Regions from separate parts of the Sus scrofa genome. Here region 1 is linked to region 2. The links are chromatin contacts, called in public HiChIP or PLAC-seq maps. All regions are on one chromosome and are shown on one strand. Each heading gives the region's core, a stretch centred on a gene start, on an enhancer-like site or on the middle of the called end of the contact. The rest is flanking DNA. Distances are from core to core; before and after follow the strand shown. Region 1 has its middle 210 kb from the start of TPCN2. Region 2 has its middle 120 kb from the start of CCND1.

Region 1 (4,980 bases), core at 636-3,135, 140 kb before region 2:
GATTTTTTCCTCTTCCTGAACTGAAATTCTGTCTCCATCCAAAAACAACTGCTCACCACCTACTCTCCCAGCCCCCGACCCCCACCCTCCCACTCGCTGTATCCGTGACCTTGACCCCTTGAGGGGCCTCACATAAGTGGGAGTATGTCACATGCGTCCTTTTGGAGGCACCTGGCCCATTCCACGGCACCGGGGTCCCTCCAGGTCCACCCACGCTGGAGAATGTGTCAGAACGTGTCCTTTCTCTTCGGGGCTGAGTAATATTCCCCAGCGAATGGTTGCTTTCTCTGTGTTCCTTTCTGCTGACCCTGAGATTGTCGGGGTCAGGCGTGAAGTCTTCCTTATCTGCTTGTTCCCAGGCCCTATCTTGGAACTTGGCCCCGAATAAGCCTGACTCAGGATGTATTTACGGAAGAACTGACTGAGGTCCAGATGTCTGGGTCTGGGCCCTGTTTCTGCCACTTGCTGGCTGGGTGGCCTCTGCAGGTGCCTTGTCCTCCTGAGCCCCCACTTCTGCATCTGTGGATGGTGACCCCCTCACAGGGTAGCTGCTGGGGTCAAATGCCATGACCGTCCTTCGAATGGTGGGGTGCGCAGGGGTGGGTGTAGACACTTCCTGATCCGACCCAGCCCCAAGGCCTGACCCCAGCCTGACCCAGCTCCCGCTCGGCAGGGGTCAGGTGCGGTGGCCGTCCTGTGGGTTCAACCTGGCCGCACAGGATACTGTAATTACCACCTGTCTTCTGAGATAAAGCTGCGGGGGGGGGGTCCCCACATTCCGTACCTGGTAATTCCATTGATAAGCCCCCGGGGCCAAGCTGAGACGTCTTACACCCAGGAATGCCGGTGAAAATGATAGCAGCGGGAAAATTGACCCAAACATGCTGCACGCAGGGCGTAATTTCAGATATGTGCTGAGAACTTCTCTGGGGGCTAGAGGCTCTGGGATTCCAACTGACCCTGGCGAGAGGGCGAGAGGGTTGGGAAGTAGGCTTCCTGTAGGTGAGAACACAAAGCTGTGAGGTCAGATGGCAGGGAATAAAACTCAGGTCAGCCTCGAGCTTCTTCGGTGACCTTGGGCACCTCGCTGAACTGCTCTGTGACTCAGTTTCTCCATCTGTAACGTGGGGATATGAATGGCTCCCATCATTCTCTGGGGGGGGTGGATTGAATGCACTGAGGCTGGGGGTGTGCCTGACACATATCAAGTTTCCCAGAGCCTTCTGGCTGTGTCCCTGCCTCTGAGCCTCAGTGTCTCTGTCTGTAAGATGGGGTTGCCCCCCTGCCCACCCCCAGCTGTGGAAGAATGGCTTGCTTCATCCTCTCCCCATCTTAGGTCTGGAGAACTGGCCACGTGGTCTTTCCTGATGGGGGAGCTTCTCAAACGTGCCTCTTCCAAACTGGACTCAACCTGCTCCCCTGAGGTCTGTGTATCTGAGCCTCCACTGGCATCCCCACAGGTGACTCGGGGACAGCACACCTGGCGTGTCCCCCGGGACCTCCAGCCCGCACTGCCCGTGGCCAGCTTCTCACCCAAGCTGGAGGAGACCCACCAAGAAGCCCCCCTCGGAGAATGGCCAGAGTACAGATCTGAGGTTTGAATTTCCGTCGCCCGGCCAGACTAATTCAAGGTCCCACCTGCGACAGAATGGGCCCTGGGAAGGTCGTGCCCTGTGCTGGGGGTTCGACGCCTCCCCCGGGCTCCCCGCACTCGAGATTTCCCAACACGGCCCAGCTCCCGGGACCACCTCCTGGCAGGTGCCACCCTGCCCACATGCCTGTCCTTGGCTCAGAGTCCATCTTCCCTGGAGCTCAGACTCTGCCTGTCGAGCCTGTTGGGCGACTGGCCTTGGCCCGGACCCAGCTGTCCCCGCGTGCACATTCTTCCTTCCCTAGGAATGTCCTGGCTCCAGGTTCCCACAGAGGTGCCCGGCTCGAGGGGAGTGACTCGGAGCTCTGGCTGCTGTGCTGCTGCAGAAAAAGCCATTCTTTTGAACTCGGCTAAGTGAGCCCACGAGCGGGGGCAGAGCTGAGCTGCAGGAATTCCTGGGTCCACAGGCACTCACTCGGGCAAGGCCGCCCTCCCCTGCGGGTCAGCAGAAACACCGATAGAGACCCATTCTAATTAAAGGGACCATTAAGCAGGGGCCTTTAAAACACGGCCATTTCCTTAGGTCCTCTCTTGATACAGATTAATTCCCTGAGGAAGGAGCAGGGTTGGGGGGCGGGGAAGACCCCTTAGAGGGCCCGTTCTTCCCACCCCATCACTCACTCTGCATTTGTCTACAATGTCGTCTCACTGGTCATTTAAGGACTCCCGGGAAACCTCTCCGGGCCTTACCGCAGCAGCTGTTTGATGGGAACGTTGTCCCTCAGCCCCCATCACTCCTGGGGACAGATGACAATCAGGGTAGAACAAGATAGCTGAGACATTGATGCAGCCAGGGGACAGTGCTGGGGAGGCCAGGGCTGCTCTGAGAGGCGTGTGGACCCGCAGGCGTGCCTCCACCCCCCAGGCTGAATCCGCGTATCCTCCGTGTGCCAGGAACTGTCTTGGCCACCAGGTCAGGGCCTAAAACGGGGCTGGCTGGTGCCCTGCTCCACGAGGCCATGATTCCACTCTGCTCGAGATGTTTTGTGACGCACATGGCCTTGCTCTGCCTGCGTTCCTGTGTGTGCGTGTGTGTGTGTGTGTGTGTGTGTGTGTGTGTGTGGTAGAGAGAGAGGTAGGCAGCTACCTCATTCTCCGATTGTACTGGTTTCTACACTCTTGCAACTGTCTTGGCCCAAAGCGGCCACAGCTCCAGAGCTGGAGAGGAGAGTCAGACCCTAGGGGGCTTCATGACAAAGCCGAGTGGCCATCTCATCGAGTACAGAGCCTCAGACCCCAAACATCCCCAAGGATCCGTTGCCTGGGTTACTGGATTGCAAAATCTACCATTGATTCGTTTTGTCTGTCGTGAGTCCAGAAACGGAGGGTGCTGGTCCGTGTGCTCTGCCTGTGCTGACCTGGCTTTAGAATCTCAGACGAAGTCACTTTGGAGGAAAAATCACGAAAGCTCCTGGATGAAGCCATTGAGCTTTATCTCAAGGGCCTGGAGTACCTTGTGACACATCTTAAGATTAAAAACCCACATTGGTCCTGCCCATTGCCCAGGGTCACCTGATGGCCTCAGACAGACAGCGGTGAGGCCCAAACCTCCACGGGCTGAGCCCACAGTCACCAGCTTTAGGGCTGCTACCGTCATCCTCTGGGGCCTTCCCTGTGTCCTATTTGGCTTCCGGCTCATGGTCGGCAAAGCTGGCAGGGAAAGTAGTGCTTTTGGTTAATTAATCAGCCGAGGGGGTCTTGGAAAGAACAGAAGCGGGGGGGTCACAGAAGCAGACGGCTCAAAGGAATGACCTTTGTTGACCCACAGCTAGGCTCTGGTGCGACTGAGTCTGGGGTGAGCATGGTGGTGCTGGAAGCATTTAGGACTGTGGGCATGTCACAGTGGGCCGTAGTGGTGGGTCTCTGGGCACCCACCTCCTTCCACCTGCTCCTCAGAAAGGGCTCTTTGGAGAGCAGCGGCAGGCCAGGAGCCCCGAGGCCTCAGGCCACCTCCACCTCTCCCTCGCTGGCGGCGCTTAGGCCCCTTTGGCCTTAGGTCTCCCTTCTCTAAAATGGGGACACATCAGGACACTACCGGGGCCTATCCTCAGTAGCCAGTAGGTGGCGCTGATGGGCATGAAAGCCTTGGGAGGGGGTGTGGGTGCGGAGGAGCTGCGGGGGCTGGGGGTGGGGCCGCAGCAGGTGTCAATGGGAGGAACCCCAGGAGGGCGCTGCCAGGGCCCCCACGAATGCCTGGGCGGAGGGGCTGGCTGGGGTCAGGCTCGCCCCGCCTTCCGTGGAGCTGCAGACCCTGCCCGGGGCGTCTTAGCAGCGGTCCACAGGCATCCGCAGTTCAGTAAATGGGGCGGGAGGCGGGGGTCGGTAACGACGCCTCTCCTGCGTCACCCCCTGTCTCGCCGTCTCACGGAATGATGTCTCTGTCCTCTCAGGGGTTGTCTGGACGCCCCCTCGACTCTGTCCCGGAGCCTGTCAGAGACACCTTCCACCCCACCACCGTCTCCTACCCCAGACCGTGTGACCGTGGTCGCCTCCTCTCCTGCCCCTTCCAACCCCTTCCACGCAGTGACCGGAAGAAGCTTCTAAAGTGGCAGATAAGGTCCTGTCCCTGCAGGGTCCCTGCCTTGGGATAAAGTGCAAGGTCCTGACAAGGCCCGCAAGGCCCGTTGAGTTCTGGGGTCAGATCTTGGCTCTTGGCTGCAACCCCGCCTCGGGTGGGTCTTAGGTTCGTTTTGCCGCCAGGGTCCAGGCAGACGGGACCGACTGAGCAGGGCCGCCTCTCTCCGCTCTGGGCTTCGCACTGCCCCCTCTTCCCGCCCAGTGGCCTCATGGGGGCGCCGTATGTGTGTATGAGTTACTGCGTGTCAGGGGCGCCGAAGTATGGGAAGTCTTCGAGAATGTTCTGTAGTTATACACTCATGATTATCATTCACGTTGCCCAGGAAGCAATAATGAAGCGAATGAACAAACGGAAGGTGAAGGCATGAATAAAGGCATGAATAAAAGACACCCGGGCCGTGTCACCCCTGGTCCCTGGAGTCTCCAGGATCAATGAAGAAGGAGTCAGACAACCCGGGGTGCCCTGACTCATCTGCAGTTGGGGGGGGTCTTGGGTTGGCTATCTTTCCAACCTGACCTTAACCCTAGGGGATGCAATGGTGGCCAGAGGAAAGCCCCGCCCCCGGCTGCCCCGCCCCACACTGCCCCGCCCACCTCCCTTCTGAGGCCTTGATTCTGGTCTTCTTCCCCCCCCCCCCCCCCGCTGTGGCCCATCCGCATGCTCACTCTCTTTCAAAGGAGGAAGGGAAGTCCGGGAATCCGCAGGTGACTCGGTGGGCCAGGCTGGGACGGGGCTAGAAGCCAGATGCCCA
Region 2 (5,278 bases), core at 2,490-4,989:
CTGAATTGTATCTGCAACACAAAATACATAAGCAAGCCTGAGCTTAGGACTTCAGACAGGCCCCAACTGTGGACCAAAGGCTGTTCCGGCGAGATGTGAGCAGACCCAAAAATACACCCCACCGTGGAAGGGCACCAGACTGCCCCTGCCTCGCTGCCCACTTGACCCAGAAGTTCACCCCTCAGTCTAGTGTATTTCTGGGAAGAGCGCTGTGCTCCCTGCCTTAGTTTCTTGTGGCTGCTGTCACCAAAAGGACCAGAGGCAGACAGCTGAGAATGAGAAATGTGTCATCACCCAGTCCTGGAGGCTGGAACCTGAGACCCAAGTGTCGGCAAGTATCCCACACCATTGAGATCCGTGGAGGGAGAAGACCTTGATTCTGATGGCGCCCCCACATTCCAGCAGACACACCGCCAGCCTCCGGCCGCTGGTGCGGGGGTAGGTGGGGGAGTCATTTGTGGCCATGGTTTGAAGGACCCTTCATTCGTCTGTCAGCTCTCAGGCTCATGAGCCCCTCTCCCCAGGCATCCCTCTAGCAGGACAGGTGCTCTGAGGTCCATGGCCTCGGGTGGAATCCCAGCTCCTGCACTCATTAGCTGTGTGTCCTTGGGCCTCTTACCCAGCCTCTCTGTGCCTCAGCTTCCTTCTCTATAAAAAGGGATAAGGATGGTCCCCACATTGCCGGTTTTGTGAGGAAGGAGAGGCCAAGGTTTGTCAGGTACGATGTCGGCACCAGGTCCACTTTTGTTAAATAAACCAAGAAACTGCCTCCGTGGGAAAGTCCCCGAGCTCTCACTCTCGCTCCTGCTCTCCGGGAGCCCCCTCGGGGGGCCCTGGGGCTCGTCCGTGGCCTTGGAGAGGGGCCCTGGGGGTCCAGAGGCAGGGAGGAGCCGGGGCCCCTGGGGGATCCGCCGGGCAGGGCTGCCCCCGGCCTCAGCCCTCAGCAGGCAGCCCCAGCCGTACCCCGTTTGAGGCAGATTAGAGAGAAATCCGAGCGTGTTGGTCCGCGATTGTTCTTGTTCCATTCGTTTACAGCATTTGTTCAAGCGTATTTCTGGCAAGGAAGCTGACAATGAACCAAGGCGCAGGCGGCTGGCGGCGGGGCAGCAGATGAGGACAGCTGCGGGTGCTTTCCTGGTGGGGCCGGAAACCAGGGCTCCGTCTGAGGCGCTTCAAAGAAGGGCCTTTGTCTGGGGCGGCCGAGCCCAGGGCCCCACGAGGGCAGGCAGGCAGGCCAGGGCTCGGCGCAGCCCCTCTCTGGGCCTCAGGCCCCCAAGCTCACAGGGAGGGGACACCAGACACCCATGTGCTTGCTGTGACCCAACTCTCTTTGGGCTCCAGGGACGTGGGGGGTGCTCTCGGGGTGTGGCCTGTGTTCTGCAGCCCTTGGGGTGGAAGGAAAGTCTCCGAATGATGTGGCCCCTCGTTACCCATGAGCTTGTGGGGACCCATGCTGGGCCAGGTGATGGCACCCCATTCTTGGAGGTAACCAAGCCCCAGAGCCGGGCTGCCCTTCTAGCCGCCCAGTGATGGGGACCCCAAGGCTCCCGGAAGGCAGGGAACTGGCCTGAGGCCCCAGTATCTGTGTGTAGAAGGAGGGGCCGGTGAGAGCCACCCTCCCAAGGGCCCCGGGGGGCCACCCCCAGGCCAGAACCCCAAGCACCTGCTTCTTGCCCGTTTGCCGCAGAGTTTTACTCTCTATGCAAACTCATTGAGGAATGAATGCATGAAATGAATGCATGAAGAAACCAATCGATCAAACCACGTTAATCAATACATTGAAAGAGTGACCTGACCATCGTCCCCACTGAAGGATGAAGTGGCAGACCCCAGCCTCCCTGGGGTGTTCACCTAAGGTGAACTCAGGAAGACAGGAGGCGTGGCGGGAGGTGTGGCCGGGAGCAGGTCCCAGGGCTCCAGGAGCCTCCCCAGTCTGTGCTTTCATTGTCCTTGATCCGCTGGGTCAAAGCCTGCCCTCAGGGCCACCGACAGGTCACCTCCTCCTAGAAGCCTTCCCTACTGCCCAAGGGCACAGCCAGATCCTCTGTGCTAAGTGGGAAGTGTCGCCTACTGTGTGTGATTTACAGGGATTTGTGTCCCCATCTTGTCTAAAGAAAGAGGGTTGTGCCCAAATCTTGGAGCCCCTGTCCTGTCCTGAGCTGGCTGTGTGCTCTCAAGGTAGGGGATAGCACAGGAGCTTTCACGGCAGGTCCCCTGAGCCAGGCACCGCTCTCACAGATGCCAGGGCTTCCTTGGCCGCCCAGCACATAGGCAGTAGGATGGATCCCCGTTCACAGAGGAAAAAAAAGGGTCGGAGCGGTCAGACTTCTTGGAGGCCACCCAGAACATGATACAGTTGGGAATCCGACCAGACCCGTGAGGTTCCAGGCCCCTGCGCTCCTCTGTCCTGCTGTCAAGGTCAGCTGGACAGCAGAGCCAACGAGCTGGGAGCCAGGGAGTTCCTGGTGTTGGGACGGGTGGTATTGCTGACCCACTGGACTTCAATAACATTCATTTGACAAATATTTATCCTGGGCGCCAGAGGCACCAGAGGGGTCTCCACCCCTCGCCCCAGGTCCCTGCTGACGAGGTGGGACCCTTGGAGGGGGCTGCGGGGGGCTGCAGGGGCAGGGAGGTGGGGAGGTTTTGGCTGCAGACTCTGGCCTCCTGCAGAGATGTCCCCAGGGGGCGCGGCTGACTCCCGCGGCACCTCTACCAGGTGACCCGGCAGCAGACTGGCTGGCGCCCGCTGCCCAGTCCACACTGCTGACCCCTCCGCCTGCCAGAGCCAATATTTGAGGTCAGGAGGCGAGCTGGCGTCTGCGAGCAGGCCACAGGGCCAGCGGGGTCCCCCTCTCGGGCTGTGTGCTGCCGCTCTGCTCCCTGAAGCTGTCGGGGCTCTCCTGGACCAGCCTGATGGCCACAGGCTGCAGGGAGCCCTCTCTTTAGATTCAGCCTACATCCTCAGCCTCAGTGGGGAGCTCACCAGGACCCCTGCATCAGGGTGGTCCCCTCTGAGATCCCAGAGGCGTCAGGAGCCTCCCCAGGTTCCCCTTTCTTAGCCACCGAGACAGTCCCCCCACCTGACAGATGGGGAAACCGAGGCCTGGGGGGGGGCTCTGCTCAAAGCGACATAGCCCGGGCCTCCCAGGCCACGGTCAGGGCTCACTCTAGGCCTGGAGGACCCCTGGGTCACCTCCGTCGGCTGCCGGGATGTGACCATCACACCCAGTGACTCAGGTGGTGACACAGCTTTGGGAAGAAATGCTCAGACCATCTCAGAGCGGATGCTGGACCAGCCTCGGCCTCCAAGCTCCGCCCGAGTTCGCCCAGCTCCCCAGGGCCCAGCTGCCCACCAGCCCGGAGAAGCATCGGGCCATCCTGTCAAAGGTCCCCGAGGATGAGGAGGGAGGGGACAGTCTGCGGGGCCGGGGGCTGCTCCAGCCCATCCGAGGGGCTTCACAAGCCCCCATGGCGGGTGGGAAGCCTGGGGTCCATGGCCAGGCTCCCCACTCCAGCCAGCCCAGGACCTCTGCAGGCTGTGTCCCCCCCAGGATCTGCATCCCCCCCACCCCCCACCCCCGGCCCTGCCCTGCTGTCCCCACAAGCTGGGAGCCAGGCGGCAGGAAAATGTAAGTGTCAGCACTGCGACGCCGCATTCCTGAGGTCTCCCTCCCGGCCTCAGAGCAGCCGCCTCCGCCTCCGCCTAAGCCGAGAAGCCGCGCTGGTGGGTCCTGGCCCGGCCGGCCGCCTCTGCTCATCCCTGGAACGCCCTCCTGCCAGCCGCTTGGTTTGGCGGCACTGGAGGCCCCGGCCGGGCCAAGGCTTTCAAGTGCGTTCCCAGGGGGCCTCCGAGGCTGCTGCCGCCTCCAGCAGGCTGGGTATTTTGGGGGACGCTCCCTAAGTGAAAACAGGGCAGGAATGCTGGAGGCCGCGCCGGGTCCCCGAGGCTTGGGTGTGGCACTTGGAGCCGGGCAGAGAGGAGGAGAAGAAGCGAGGCCAGCGGAGGAGGGAGAGGGACCAGGCAGGAACCCGTGGGAGCAGTGGGGACGGCGGGGGGAGCGGGGCCACGGCGAGGGAGCGTGAGGGGCAGCCAAGCTGTCCTGAGCGCAGAGATGTCCCCACCACGTCGGCCTCGTCCCTCAGGGGCCACTCACCTCTCTGGGCCTCCCTCGCCCTCTGCGGGATGCGAGGTCGAGACCCACATGGGCGGGGCACTGTCGGCTTTGCCCTCTGTCCTCCCATGCGTGCTGGCCCTGGTGGTCTCCTTGCAGGGTCCCCCTGCACACGGGTCAAGGTGCCAGGCCTCCTGGGCCCCCTAAGGGGGCCTTGTGGCTCAGGGGAGCCAGGGGTGGAATGGAGGTCCAGAGGGAGTGTTAGCAGAGGCCCTCCCGCTCCTGGGCCCCTCCCCCACACAGACAGCCCCACCACCAGCTATGCCCTTGGCCTTCCGAGGTCCCTTCGAGGGTCAGGACAGAAAGGCCTTAGAGATGGAGGTGGGGGAGACTGAGGCTTCAGCCTCTGCCCAGGGCCAGAGTGAGGGTCTTCCCGGGCCCCACCCCCATCAATGCTGCCCCGGTCTCTCCTCGCAGGACGCTCTGCTTGTGAGCGTCACAGAGCCCCGTGCCCGCCCTGACCCGTGTTCCCCTGGCCAAGAGGGCTTTCCCAAGCAGGACCTCTCAGCGCCCCGGGGGCCTGCCTCACGCGGGAGAACCGGGCCTCTAGGGGGGCGGGGAGGAGGATGCATATTGAGATTCAGCGCTTCCTGACCCAAGGCCCGGCCAGCAGGTGCTGGAGCCGCCTGGAACCACAAGCCCGGGCCTTGCAGGCAGCAGCCGGCCACGCGGGAAAGCGGCCGGGCTGCTCCGGCGGCCCCCAAGGTGTGCAGGCACCCACGGCTTCCCCCAGGGCCGCAGGAGGGCACAGAGAAGGGGCTTTTGTCCAACCCTGCAGAAAGCCCGGCATCGGCGTCCTGTGGGCCCACAGGGCCACCCGGGCAGAGGCGGTTAATGAACCCGCCCGAGTGGACCCGAGCACAATGGCACGTTGTGCGGCCTGTCGGGGCGATCACCTCGCTAACCCATCAGGGCTCCGGTGCTGGGAACACACAGCTAACGGGTGTGAACCCGCCGTGGCTGCCACGGGGACGCCGGCCTCTGTTGGGGGAGGTGATCAAGGGGACGTGACCGCCCGCTGACCCTCGAGCAGGCCCCGGGCATCGGAGCACCAGGGGCTCCTCCATCCCCTGTCCTCGGAACGTCCGTTCCGCCCACCAGCC

The links. HiChIP or PLAC-seq counts read pairs in DNA pulled down with a chosen protein or histone mark.
Region 1: a contact with region 2 is called in an H3K27ac HiChIP or PLAC-seq map of skeletal muscle. The contact joins two enhancer-like sites. A contact is called at or near these places in 1 of 47 Hi-C or Micro-C datasets (epiblast stem cells) and 1 of 2 datasets of contacts at active chromatin or transcription factors (skeletal muscle).

The regions. Positions count from the first base shown.
Region 1 is chr2:3,891,421-3,896,400 of Sscrofa11.1, reverse strand. No RefSeq gene overlaps it. Among named protein-coding and RNA genes, the nearest start is that of TPCN2, 210 kb to the left of the region's middle. Within about 2 kb of position 1,885, at least 11 of the 83 cell types and tissues checked have an H3K27ac peak or open chromatin away from gene starts, as enhancers often do. A contact at or near this core is called in skeletal muscle, where this site is marked.
Region 2 is chr2:3,748,617-3,753,894 of Sscrofa11.1, reverse strand. No RefSeq gene overlaps it. Among named protein-coding and RNA genes, the nearest start is that of CCND1, 120 kb to the right of the region's middle. Within about 2 kb of position 3,739, at least 19 of the 83 cell types and tissues checked have an H3K27ac peak or open chromatin away from gene starts, as enhancers often do. A contact at or near this core is called in skeletal muscle, where this site is marked.